3 separate regions of the Zea mays genome follow, and regions 1 and 3 are each linked to region 2. A link is a contact called in public Hi-C data. All regions are on one chromosome and are shown on one strand. The core of a region is the stretch at or near the end of the contact, and the rest is flanking DNA. Distances in the headings are between cores, read along the strand shown. Region 1 has its middle 4.3 kb from the start of LOC111590012. Region 2 holds the start of LOC100285274 (peroxidase 68). Region 3 holds the start of LOC100276701.

Region 1 (4,271 bases), core at 1,335-3,834, 150 kb after region 2:
AGGTGCAAAATCAAAGACAAGGTATGTTTCTAGACTTAGTGAATTATTTTTTAGTACTAACATGTTTATCTAAGTGGTAGAAACAGTACCGAGAAGAGAAGAAACGAATTGGAAAAGAGTTGGCTGTGTACAGCCAACACCTGCTCGGGCCTGGCGTACCGGACAGTGTCCGGTGCCAAGACTGGCCGACGGTGAACCGCTGCTCTCGGGAAACAACGGAGTCGTACGGCTATAATTCACCGGACTGTCCGGTGGTGCACCAGACTGTCCGGTGGTGCACCGGACTGTCCGGTGAGTCAGCCGGGACAAACTCCTAGCTCTCGGGAAAAGAAAAGGACGACGTGGCTATAATTCACCGGACTGTCCGGTGACGCACCGGACTGTCCGGTAAGCCAACGGCGCCAGCGGCAACGGTCGTCCGCGCGATCAGCGCGCGACACGTGGCTCGCTCCAACTGTCGGCTGGGTGCACCGGACTGTCCGTTGTGCACCAGACAGTGTCCGGTGCACCAACCAGCCCTGAGGAGCAACGGTCGATTGCGCCCAATATGGAAGGAGATCGCACACCGGACATGAACAGTGGTTGTCCGGTGCACCACTTGACAGAAGGCAAGGATGGCCTTCCAAATTGATCTTCAACGGCTCCTAGCTGCCTTGGAGCTATAAAAGAGACCCCTAGGCGCATGGAGCAGGATACTAAGCTTACAAGAAACATCCTAAGGCACCTAGACTTTGCACTCACGCAATCGGATCATAGTTCTTGAGATTTGAGCACTTCGAGTTGTAAACTCCTCGCGCTATGGTTGTGTGCTCACTTCTTCTCTTGTGTGCGTGGTTGTGCTGCGGATTTGAGTCTTGTGTGCATTGCTCTCCCATCCTTACTCTTGTGCTTTCTTTGTGATCATAACTTTGTAAGGGCGAGAGGCTCCAAATTGTGGAGATTCCTCGCAAACGGGAAAATACTCTAAAGGAAAAGATCGTGGTATTCAAGTTGATCATCGGATCACTTGAAAGGGGTTGAGTGCAACCATCGTCCATTGGGACGCCACAACGTGAAAGTAGGCAAGTGTTACTTGGTCGAACCACGGGATAAAAATCGTGTGTCTCTTGTGTTGCTTTCTCTGTGATTGTTGTGTTCACAAGAACTCGCTCCAAAGCTACTTAGTCGCACTAACACTTTAATAACCAAGTTTGTGGCTATTTAGTGTTTGATTTTACAAGAATACATATTCACCCCCCTCTAGGTGTTCTCAAATTCATCCATCATTAGTTTAACTCATATGTCATAGACACCACACATATATATAGCGTGTTCATCAATGGTACGTAAATGATATACATATAGTTTTGTTTTTGCTGAAATGTGATAGCTCGTTTAGCTCGCGAGCTAGCTCGTTAACAAACCGAACTGGCTTACTAACGAACCGAGCTAGATTATCAGCTCAGCTCGTGAAAAGAAAAATCAAATGACCTGATTCAATCAAGCTCATCCCGAATCGAACGAGCCGACGAGCCACGGGCATTTTGTCCAGCCCTATATATTTTAGTGTATTGTAAAAGTTATGGGAAAACCCAAAGGCTGTTGTTAGCTGGATACTTAGTAGTAACTAGCTGGAGCGTTTGTCTCTGTAAAGGCTGGCTGGGGCTGGCACGTACAGACATGGACGTTTTACGACAATCGGCACGCAGCGGGGCAGCGACACTGCGCTATTTCTGCATGTCATGCAACTATGCAAGTACAGGAACGTACTGCTTTCAGATAGAGAGAGAGAGAGACCGTTAACGTCATTCTCTACTGGGATAAGTGACTGGTTCTTACGCTCCCACCGTCCCACGGTGAGGGTTAGTTTGGAAACCCTATTTTTTCCAATAAATTTTCATTTTTTAAGAGAAATTAATTTATTTTACCTTAGGAAAATAAAAATCTCTTGAGACTACTTTGGAAACTTTAAATCCTCTTTTGGATTGGAGAAGATTGAGGTATAAATAAACTAATTTCCTCTCCAATATCCTTAGGAAATTAGAGTTTTCAAAGTAGTCCTAATAGTATGTTTTTGTTTGGAAGGAACTCGCAGACAGTAGATAGATAGCATCGAGCCAAGGAGTCGAGTGCATAAGTGCAGCAAGCAGAAAGCATGAAGCTATATAAGCCATGCTTGTCGTCCTCCTTGGCCCAGTAGGGAGAGTGAAGGCAGCCCGAAATTTGCTCCGTGAAACACAGGCCCAAAAACAGAGGCCCGGTAGGCCTTTCAGAAGGCCTCCAAGCACCCTTTCGTCCTCTTCTTCGCGAAGAGCGAGCGAAGAGTGGACACGCCCATCCTTCCTTTTCGGCCGCTACTGCAGGCTGCAGCTGCAGCACTGCGTTCCCAAACAGCCAAACAGAAGAGGGGTGGCAGCAGGACGCAGCGCTGCCGCTGAACGTCTCCGTGCCAGCAGCCGATCCCGCGTCCGGGTCACGGACTCACGGATGGGGCGCCGAGCCGGCGGGTTCGACACATCGGCGCCGAGGGGGTCGGGGTCAGGGTCAGGCGCCCTGTTCCGGTCAATGCGGGATGTGACACCATCTGTCCTGCCTGCGCCTGTTCTGGACGGACGACGACGGCACTCAACTCAGCCGATGGCGATGATGGCCCCACCACATGATCCACCGCGCCTGTGCCGTGATTAACGGCGTCTCCAGCTTGTCGTTAGATTCGATGATGAACCCTAGTAGCTACCACTACCAGTACTCCTGTAGCAGCAGTAGCTGTAGTCCTGTTCCCGATCAGATCGTGACAGTATCCTATATTCGGAGAGAGGAGAAAAGAGGACAATAATACGGAGTGCATGCTCCCTGCTACTCGAGTTAGGTTTCTCTCTACCTATGTCTCTTTGGTACTTATGCTCTTTTCCAATTCTCTTTGGTACTTATGCTCTTTTCCAATTTCCACTGACTCAAGTTAGGTTTTTTTTTTGTCTTTTTGGAACTTGCTCTCTCGAGCAAGTTGATCCAACAGAAAAGTGAAAGGGATACAAACAAGGTTTTAGCTCAAGAAGGCAATTGCTCTGTTAATCTAGCCTCTCAAAGGCACTGTACGGGGGTATTTATAGGTGTCCGAGTGCCCAGCGTCATGGATTAAGGACGCATGTGCCCTCAGGCACCTAGGTCATCCCCGGAATATTCCAATAAAGTAGGGTTACAAACTGTCATTACATAAAAGCTTTCACAAACTGGGCCCGTAATGCCCTCGGCCGCGCGGGGCCTATTACAATAGGCCGAATTCTATGTGGGTCTTCGCGTTGGACGAGGCCGTGAGACGGAGCGACCTCGTCGTAGGTCTTCGTCTTGCAGCGTATTGGACGAAGGGTGGAAACTGCCGACCATTTAGCCTCCGTTGGTTCGGTGAGATTGACGAAGGCATCAAGTGAAGGATGGCGTCTTCGCGTTCGCCCCAACATACCTCTCTCTATCTTTTTTACATGCAGCTAGCTCCCTAGCTCACATGGCTGAGTGAAGAGTTGCAGCGCGGAGAAGCCGGCTTTTTAATCTGCACTCGAGGGATCAAGTCATCTAAAAGCGTGTGTTTTCTGTCCGAGTAGAGAAGTTCTTTTTTTAAAAAAAAAAGAAGAATATAAAGATAATAAATTAATAACTGGTCACAGAGCAGTTGGTACAGAGAGAGGCAGATAGATGGCAGTCAAGTTCCGCAAGCGAGCTGCTGCTGCTGCTGATGGCGCGACGTCGCGGTCGTCGCTGTGCGCAGTAGAGCACTGAGCATTCACATCACGGAATAAATAGCTTTGCCTGCCCGGCCGGCGGCCGCTCCGCTCGCGACTTGTCGTCGCATGTGTACTTCCCCGGCAGCGGTTCGCAGCATGGCGGTGCTGCAGACCTGCACGGCACTGTAGGTGCCTGCCTGTACCTACCGGAAGGCGGAAGTAGGGCAGAGAGATTAAGGGGTATTTGATTTATAGGGACTAATGTTTAGTCCCTTTATTTTATTTCTTTTTAGTGTATAAATTGCTAAATATAAAAACTAAAATAAAGTTTTAGTTTCTATATTTAGTAATTTTGGAACTAAAATAAAATAAAATCTAGGAACTAAACATTAGTCCTTATAAACCAAACACCCCTAATTATCCTAGGCGAAAATGGCTCCCATGCCATCGTAATCCACAGGAAAAAAAATCTTCGATTATGTCTGGACTCTGGACGCGGACAAGGGTGTAGGTGCAGTCAAAGCCTATTCGCCGCCCCCGGTCATGGCGTAGCCCGTGTAGGAGTAGTAGCTG
Region 2 (4,567 bases), core at 1,438-3,937:
CTTGTACAGGTCAACTGAGACATCGAGCGTATCTTTAGGGCCTTATACTGAACAGATGTTACATAATGGTGCTACGATGGTGAACACATGCTAAACACAATAGTCTTCACTCACGCCAAAGCAGATGCAACGCATGTCTGGAACAGTACTCTAATGAGGAGGAACAGGTCTCGTAAAAAAAGAAAGTGGTTTCGGCAAATCCTCAGGCCGTCATGTGGGCCTCTCATCCACCCCTGGTACTTCTGTTTGGGCCCCGGCCCAACGTTGCCCCTTGAAAGGGTTTCCTTTTACTCTTGCATGCCTCAGCCGGGCCCAGCTAAGATCACCTTTGTCCAATCACTCAGCGCCGCCTGAGCCACCTTATCATGTCTGCATGTACCCGTACTCGCAAAGGATTCTTGATCTCTTGTCATGTCTGCTATCAATTATGGACCGTGCCTGCTTGCCGCCATGGCGATCACATGACTGAAGTAAAAGGCTGCCTTTCTATTACCCTCAAGGCCGCTAAACTGTTGTTCTGGGGCCCTGGGCACCTGCAAAACCAGGGCGCGTGTTCAGCGTAGTAGCCGGAGGCGATCAAACCATGAGCACCAGCCTACCAGGGCCGCCAGGCAATAGGCATACGCCGCCGCCTCTTGTCTCAGATCCACTGAGAACGTAGTGGTAGTTCCTTGGCACGCATGACACATTGGCACCCACCAGCCACCATGGCAGGGTGACAAACTGACAATAAAGCGGCGCACGTGCTGCACCACCAGCAACGGCAAGTGACATGCAGGAGGCATGTACACCCATGCATGCATGTACTACGTACGTATGGCGTGCGTGATCCACGCCGCAGCTACCGTCGCGCACTCGCGCTAGCGAACAACGCCGCCTCACGGGGCCCTCGCGCCGGCACGACATGTCAGGCACGGCCATCCCCCGTCCAGGCTGCGCCCCCCCGCGCCTCTGTCATTGCGTTATCAGGGCCAGTCTATGATTCGGCGCTCGGCGCGCAGCTGGCAGATATCTATCTCCATCTCCTGTCTGCATGATGCGTTATGCGTGCCCCAGTCACACGCTGTCCCAGGGTCCAGAAAAGCCTGCGCCTTGGCCCCCGCACGCTTTTCGATCGTGATGGAATCATGAGGGCGGTCGAAAATCCGGCGCAGGAACGGCCGTTTTTGCGATCCCCGCACGTCGTCTCCTTCGTCATTCGTGAACGCCAAGAACGAACCTCAAATCCATGCTTATCAATCATACTACGTACTCCTGCGAATCGAATCGAAGCAAGTGTACACCAGGAAAGTAACCCAATCCACTGATCTATGCAAATGGCGCGGCGCGCGCGGGCAGGCTGCACGATCAGTTCACTCGGCGGCAGTTGAGCCGGACCTCGGCGGCGGCCGCGCTCGCCGCGGGCGGGCCCAGGTTCCCCATCCTCACCATGGCGGCGGCGAAGTCGGCCGCGAAGGCCGTCCCGTTGGCGGCGTACGCGCGCACGAGCGCGTCCGTGGTGTTGCCCCCGTCTCCGCCGCTGCCGTACAGCGCCTGGTCCGAGCGAAGCAGCACGCGGCGCGCGACCAGGTCCCGGAAGTAGCCGTTGTCGAAGGCGTCGGGCGCCTGCGGCTCCAGCGGCGCCAGGTTGGCGTCGCCGCCCGTGTAGGGGCAGACGGCGCCCCGGAGGCCCGCCGCGAAGCTGGCGTCGGTGGTGGCGGTGTCGTTGTAGATGTGGGCGCGGAACACCGCGCAGCGGGCGCGCCCCACCGTGTGCGCGCCCGACAGCGCCGTCAGGTCCCGCGCGTCCAGGCCCTTGGCGCCGAACGCGGACAGCAGCGCCGGCAGCGACGCGTCCGGAGGCGGCAGGTTGGCGTTCGCCGCGCCCGCGCTCGCGTCCCGCGCGTCCCGCCGCCCCAGCGGCACCGCCCACCGCGGCCCGCCCAGCTGCACCTCGGCACACGGTCGGTCAGGCGGCGCATGCAGCTGTTTGTTTGTTTGTTTGTTTGTTTGGAAACGGAGCCGGAGAGAGGACGAGCAGGAACGCTGACCAGGTTGACGGCGTCGCGCGCTGCGAGGGCGAGGATGTCGGCGCAGGAGACGGTGGCCTTGCAGGACGCCTCCACCTGGGCCTTGATGGCGTCGATGACCTCGTACCCGCGCAGCGAGTTGGCGTTGGGCCCCGCGTTCTTCTCCCCGGTGAAGTTACCGGGCACGTCGTCCAGCAAGACGGAGGCGTCGCAGCCCTGCGATCCATATCCATCCACACGCACGGACACACGTCAGGAGAGGACCAGCACAAACCGACCGACCGACCGACAGGCGTGAAGCGAAGTGAGTGACCGCTCCACTCCCTCGCGCCCGTCGTCTTACATTGACGAAGCAGTCGTGGAAGAAGAGGCGGAGGAGGGACGCCCCCATGCGCGGCTCCGCCCGGACGGCGCGCGCCACGCCGCGGCGCACGATGGGCTGCAGCCCCGGGCACGTCGCGTCGTAGAACCCCGGCGACAGCGACGGCGACGGCTGCGCGCCGGCCGCGAGCGCGAGCGCCGCGACAACGGCCGCTGTGAGCCAGAGCGCTTGGAAGGGCAGCAAGGGCGAACATCCCATCGTCGCCCGCGCACCCATGGAGTGCGAGTGGAAGCGAAAGCGACAGCGTTAAATGAAGCGCTCACTCGCACGGGGACGGGGCGGTATATATGGTGGGCTGGGCCGCTGGGTCCTGGGTGGGCGCCCCGCCGCCGACGCCTGCCTGCAGCTCTGGCCTGCAGAGCGGGATGCAATTGCGTCACGGTGCCTGCATCTGCATGCGTCCTGGTCCTGCCGGCTGGCTGCATCTGCATGCGCCGCTCGTTATCCGCCGGTAGGGGGCAAGGGACGAGAGATGGGTTTGTTCGGCCAGTGTGTCGTGTCCTGACCCCGGCCAGCGTCCAGGCCTTGCTGACCGGCCAATCCGGCGGGCGCTGCGTGGCCGTGGACGGTAGCGTCCTCCAGGCTCCAGGTAGGTCACCGAGCGCGCACGGCGGTGCGGTGCCTATAGAGCGGGCTACAGGTGGTCGTGGAGTGGAGGCACGCACGACCAGTACTCAGTCTGCTGCCCTGCGCCGCGCGTCCGCGCCAATGGCAGGTCCCATGTCGCCCGTCGCCGGGCAGTTGGCACCAACCAAGAGCAAGTCGAGCATCAACCAGACATCACCATCACGCTGTCACGCACGCCGTGCAACGGTGCAATGCATGTCGCTGACGCTAGCAGTACCCAGTACGTGCAGCAGTGCTATCCAGCGGCGGGCATGTGCCATGTGCGGCCTAAGGGCACGCACAAGCACAGTCGTCCACGCACCAGAACTGTCTTCGTGGGTGGATGTGGATCGCAGGATCGGTTTGCCTCTTTTTTTTTCTCTCTCTCTCTCCACGGTCACGGCCGTTCATGTGCAGTGAGGTGTTGAATTCAGAAATCTCCGACCAACGGACACCTCGGTCCGTCCGTGTACATGTATGGATATCTTCTTCTGTACGTGTTGTGTGCGTGGGACAGTCTTCGTGTTCGTGGGTGGATGTGGATCGGATTACCTCTTTTTTCTCTCTCGTGTCCACGGTCACGGCCGTTCATGAGCAGTGAGGTGTTCAATTCAGAAATCTCCGACCAACTGACACCTCGGTCCGTCCGTGTACATGTATGGATATCTTCTTCTGTACGTGTTGTGTGCGTGGGACAGTGGGAACGGGGAGGCGTGGCATGTCACGTGCAATTAGTCTAACCAGCTATTCATATATATTCTCTCATTTCTAATTTATAATCCGTTTGAATTTTTTACATAATTTTTATCCGTTCGTCTTATTAAAAATCATAATTATTATTAACTTTTGATTTGGTATCATTTAGTATAGAATTTACTTTAAGAACGACTTTGAATTTTTCATTTTTCGTAAAATATAAATATGACGAGCCAGTTGAATTTGGTACAAAACAAATCAAACGAATTATAAATTGGAGCGAAGAGAGTATAATGGTAGATGATGCATACTACTGTGCTCCATTCTTACCTCCGGTGTTTGTTCCAAAGTCCATTCAGGCGGACGTCCGTGGTACTATCATTTGGAAGATTTGGGAGACTAGAAAATGTAGTGTTTAGTTGAGGAGTTAAGTAGAACGGAATCGTTCCATCCCTGATTTTAGGAACGGAGCCGTTCTGTTCTATGTTTGGTAAGCTGGAACGGAGCGGTTCTGTTTTTTGTTTGGTTGCAGAGGGAGGCGCGCGAGCTGGTGCGCACGGATGGGAGGGCGAGCTATGCGAGCGGGCTGGGAATAGAGCGGCTCCGTCCCATTGATTTTTTGGAGTTGGATGGTTTCGGATATGAGGAGAATATTCCCTAATTGGAGCCACTCCATTCTAGTTATTTTGTAACCAAACAACAACAAAACTGGGACAGAACGACTCCATTTTACTTGGCTCTTCAACCAAGTTTGGCAAAATTATTAATGCAAAACGATTAATTAAAGAAAAGAGTTGATACTGACGAGTGGTTGTATATGGTGCTATCGTCTAGTGGTTCAGGATATCTCTCTTTCAAGGAGGCAGCGGGGATT
Region 3 (3,926 bases), core at 1,038-3,537, 130 kb before region 2:
TAACATATTTATGGGCGCAATATAGTGCAAGGCATGCCCTACTCGCTATGATGTTGTGGATACATTGTGCGTGAGAAAGTAATCTCAATGATTTTGGACAAAATTTTGTGTGCTTGAAATTATCAGATATATATTGTAGCAGTTTTAGTAGAATAAAAGCATATCAAGAATAGTGCAGCCAGTTTCATACCAAGGTAAGGGCTAGTTTATAAAATTCAAACCCCACTCGTGATTGGAGGGAATTGAGGTGAAAATAACAGTAGAAACTAAACAGCCCCCTCTCAGATCTCGCGCACCACCACATATGGATACCTCTTTGCCAGACTGTTCAGTTAAATTTAAAGATGAAACGGTTGATGATAACCTTTTAAGTGATCGTACGTACAATATAAAATATAAAAGGTTTATATCACCAAGGAATCAGAAACTATTGACTTCTTGTATATAGATGTAAAATTTGACATCAGATTCTTGCAGTACTAAGTCAGCATTTTTTGTGATAGACAATGGAGCAAAGAATGAGGTGGTACTTCTAAATAAAACATGGGCGATGTTATTGCAGATATGAAATGAAGGTAGATAATATAAATGTTATGCCCAAAAATATAAGCATTGTGCCTTTGTTACACAAACATTTTGCAATTCAACAACTATTAATAGGATGTGCTACCCAACATCATTGTGTCATATTGGCCCTACTTGCTAAATGAAGCTAAGAAAACAAGGTGAATGAAGCTAACAAAACGAGGATCTTCGAAGTATCTAAATGAAAAACATTCTTTGTCCAAGATGAAAAACAAGATTTATTCTGTCCAGTAACTAAACAGAAAAAAACATTGTTGTACAATATAAGATCAACTCAATGAATCTATAAATTATGATTGCCTTTTACTTGGCAAAAGTTACTGATACTGAAAAATGTCGCATCCACTATCACAGAATTTGTTAAACACAAGCAAAGTATAGATAAAAGGACTTTCAGGGTAATATATGCTGCATAAATCTGCACCAATGGCTTCATGTGGAATGTTTGGAAAGAAAGAAACCACCGGACCTTTCAAAGTGAAAGCCTCTCATCAGGATCAGATGATGTTGCAGCACAGGCTAAAGAAGGCATCAATCAAAGGAAACGTAATTTTATTCAGACTTCTCCTGAACCCCCTTTTTCTTGTGTGCTCTGCACTACTTTTGAGCAATTGAGTTATAATTGTCTTGTTGTGGTTGGCCTTTGATCATCTGTGTGGCTCACACAGCCTGCCTGAATGCTACTTTTTCACCATTTCTCTCACCAAAAAAAAAACTAGACCTACTTGGAAACTTTGGAGGGGATCAGCAGGCAGTAGCTTCGAAGAATTAAACCTTATCTGAATCACCAATTCAATCAACACATTACCTCAATTCTTACTTGTAAACCTACCTAGCTCTATAGCATCTAGCCATCTACCATCTTATACAGACTACAGAAACATAATTAATACCTCAATTACAATTGACATAGCAACCCAAATCAGAGAACACAATGGCAAACAAAACAACACTGTGGTTCTTTCCTCGCAGAATTAATAAAAGGCAAAGCACCGCGGTCATGGATAATTAGCTAACAGAAGTGCAATAACATTAATCATCATAGGGAAACTATGTAGTAACAAATTTCAAGCCAGCAGTACCATGATCACGAGACAGGAAGAGAAGTATTATTACTGATTGATTCAAGCCAAAAGAGCACATACACGTAGCTGAAACATCAGAAACAAAAGAAAATATCTATCTCCCCTATGGAGAGCAACATTCCGAGAACCCTAACCGCCGAAGACAGGCCCTCGTCCACAATCAGGGCTTCGCGGCGGCGGTTGCAGGAGCGGGCTCGGCCGCCGCGGCAGCAGCCAACGCCGATTCGGCGGCGGCGAGGGCGGCGGTGGACTCCTTCTTGTGCTCGTAGTCGCGATAGGTGTTGATGGCCTTGGTGCAGATTACTGGGGAAGAGAAACGGGAGGCGTCACGCGGCGAAGCACACGGGAGGAGCGGGAACGCATGCACGAGATGTAGGGCTGAAGGTACCTCCGGCGCCGACGAAGTAGAGGAAGCGGAGGAGCGTGCTGGGGGCCTCGCCGGCGGAGGCCATGGGGTTGGGGAGATCGCCGGAGTCGGGATCGGGGGGCTCACTGACTGGGCTGCGTTCACCGGCTCTGTTTCACTGGGCTCTCCGGCTCTGGGCTGCCGGCTGCGTGGTCCAGGGGGCGACGGACGTGCTCTGATACATGTGGCCTTTGGACTCCTGATTGGCCGTGGCGAGCTGTGAAGTCAAGCGAAACAGGCCTTTATGGGCCTTAATAGAACTAATAAAAATAGTTGTCACTTTTCTACTAGTAAAATACTTCTAATTTTAATAAACTATAAATAAATTGTTCAACTTATCTTTATAATAATTAATTTGAAAATATAAATATTGATAAATAAATTTATAGCTTTAACTAAAATAAAAAAAATGATCGACATAAATATGATAGCGACAAACGGAGAGATTATATATAGGAGCTAGTAGAATCACATTTTTATTCACAGGTTAAGTGGTAGTGGCAGCAAAGTGAAAAGAAAAAATGGCTTCGCTGTCATAAGCTTGGTGAACCAAGATGTCACCTGATGTGTCACTAACACATGGCTGCCTCGAGGCTCACGTGTCAGTTGCTGGAGTTTGGCGTGGTGCCGTGGTAGGATGGTGGGACTTCATAGATAAACCCAAACAACCATCTCCATCATTTTATGTCTTCTTGAAAGGTAAATAAAGTTTAACTTTTTCCTATAAATAATTTTGGTGGTTTAATGCCCAACACAAATAATTGGACTAACTAGTTTGCTCTAGATTATATATTCTACAGGTGCTAAAGGTTCAACACAAATCAATAAAAAGATCAAGTTAGGGTTCAAAAAGAAAGGAGCAAAAAAAACCGAAGGGTGCCCTGGTCTGGCGCACCGGACACTGTCCGGTGCACCAGGACCGTACAGATGCGAACTCTTCACCTTCGAGTTTCTGTGGCCGCGCTCCGCTATAATTCACCGGACTGTCCGGTGCACCAAGCGGAGCAACGGCTAGCCAGCGCAACGGTCACCTGCTATGATACAGTGCGCGGACAGTTCACGCAGAAGTCAAAGCAGCCGCCAGAGGCGCACCGGACAGTGCATATTACATGTCCGGTGCGGCACCGGACTATCCGGTGCCACAAGAAGACAAAGCTCCAACGGTCGAAACCGCCCAAACCCTAAAGGTTGGGTGACGTGGCTGGCGCACCGGCCCATCGACAGCAGCCAACCCCAACGGTTGAATTGGTGGTTGAAGGCTATAAATACCCTCCAACCACCTCCACTCCAACCATCCAAGCATTCACAACAGTGCATTCAATACAAGAGCAATACACTTCACTCCAAAGACACAATTCAAGTGATCGATCCACTCAAAGTCCCAAATTCAACTCTAGCGCATTAGGACTTGTGAGAGGATTCTTTGTGTTCCTTGTTGCTCTTGTTTGCTTGGCTTGGCTTTCTTTTCTTTGTCACTTCTTACTCTCAAGTGCTTTGTAAGCGAGGTAAGAGACACCAATTGTGTGGTGATCCTTGCTGGGTCTAAGTGACCCTTGAGATTAAGGAAGAAGCCTCACTCGATCGAAGTGACCGTTTGAGAGAGAGAAAGGGTTGAAAGAGACCCGGTCTTTGTGACCACCTCAACGGGGACTAGGTTCTTTGGAACCGAACCTCGGTAAAATAAATCACCGTGTCATCCGCTTTACTTTCTTGGTTGATTTGTTTTCCCCTCTCTCTCGGACTCAGATTTTATTCTAACGCTAACCCCGGCTTATAGTGTGTTTGAAGTTGAAAATTTCAGTTTCCGCCTATCTACCCCCTCTAGGCGACTTTCAATTGGTATCAGAGCC

The links. Hi-C and Micro-C count contacts between places; a contact is called where the count stands out from the background.
Region 1: a Hi-C map of leaf shows a contact between it and region 2, with 4 times the contacts expected there. The contact joins the enhancer-like site here to the promoter of LOC100285274 in region 2. A contact is called at or near these places in 3 of 25 Hi-C or Micro-C datasets (ear, endosperm and leaf).
Region 3: a contact with region 2 is called in a Hi-C map of leaf, with 7 times the contacts expected there. The contact joins the promoter of LOC100276701 here to the promoter of LOC100285274 in region 2. A contact is called at or near these places in 4 of 25 Hi-C or Micro-C datasets (bundle sheath, ear, leaf and 1 more).

Annotation. Positions count from the first base shown.
Region 1 is chr8:24,121,359-24,125,629 of Zm-B73-REFERENCE-NAM-5.0, reverse strand. No RefSeq gene overlaps it. Among protein-coding and RNA genes, the nearest start is that of LOC111590012, 4.3 kb to the right of the region's middle. Within about 2 kb of position 2,584, at least 18 of the 20 cell types and tissues checked have an H3K27ac peak or open chromatin away from gene starts, as enhancers often do. A contact at or near this core is called in ear, endosperm and leaf, where this site is marked.
Region 2 is chr8:24,266,982-24,271,548 of Zm-B73-REFERENCE-NAM-5.0, reverse strand. LOC100285274 (peroxidase 68) reads right to left here and starts at 2,687. Exons shown (of 3, transcript NM_001158167.2): 1 at 2,353-2,687; 2 at 2,031-2,225; 3 at 1,218-1,926. The coding sequence starts at 2,607. The coding sequence ends at 1,348.
Region 3 is chr8:24,400,621-24,404,546 of Zm-B73-REFERENCE-NAM-5.0, reverse strand. LOC100276701 reads right to left here and starts at 2,287. Exons shown (of 2, transcript NM_001150426.2): 1 at 2,059-2,287; 2 at 1,592-1,973. The coding sequence starts at 2,122. The coding sequence ends at 1,831.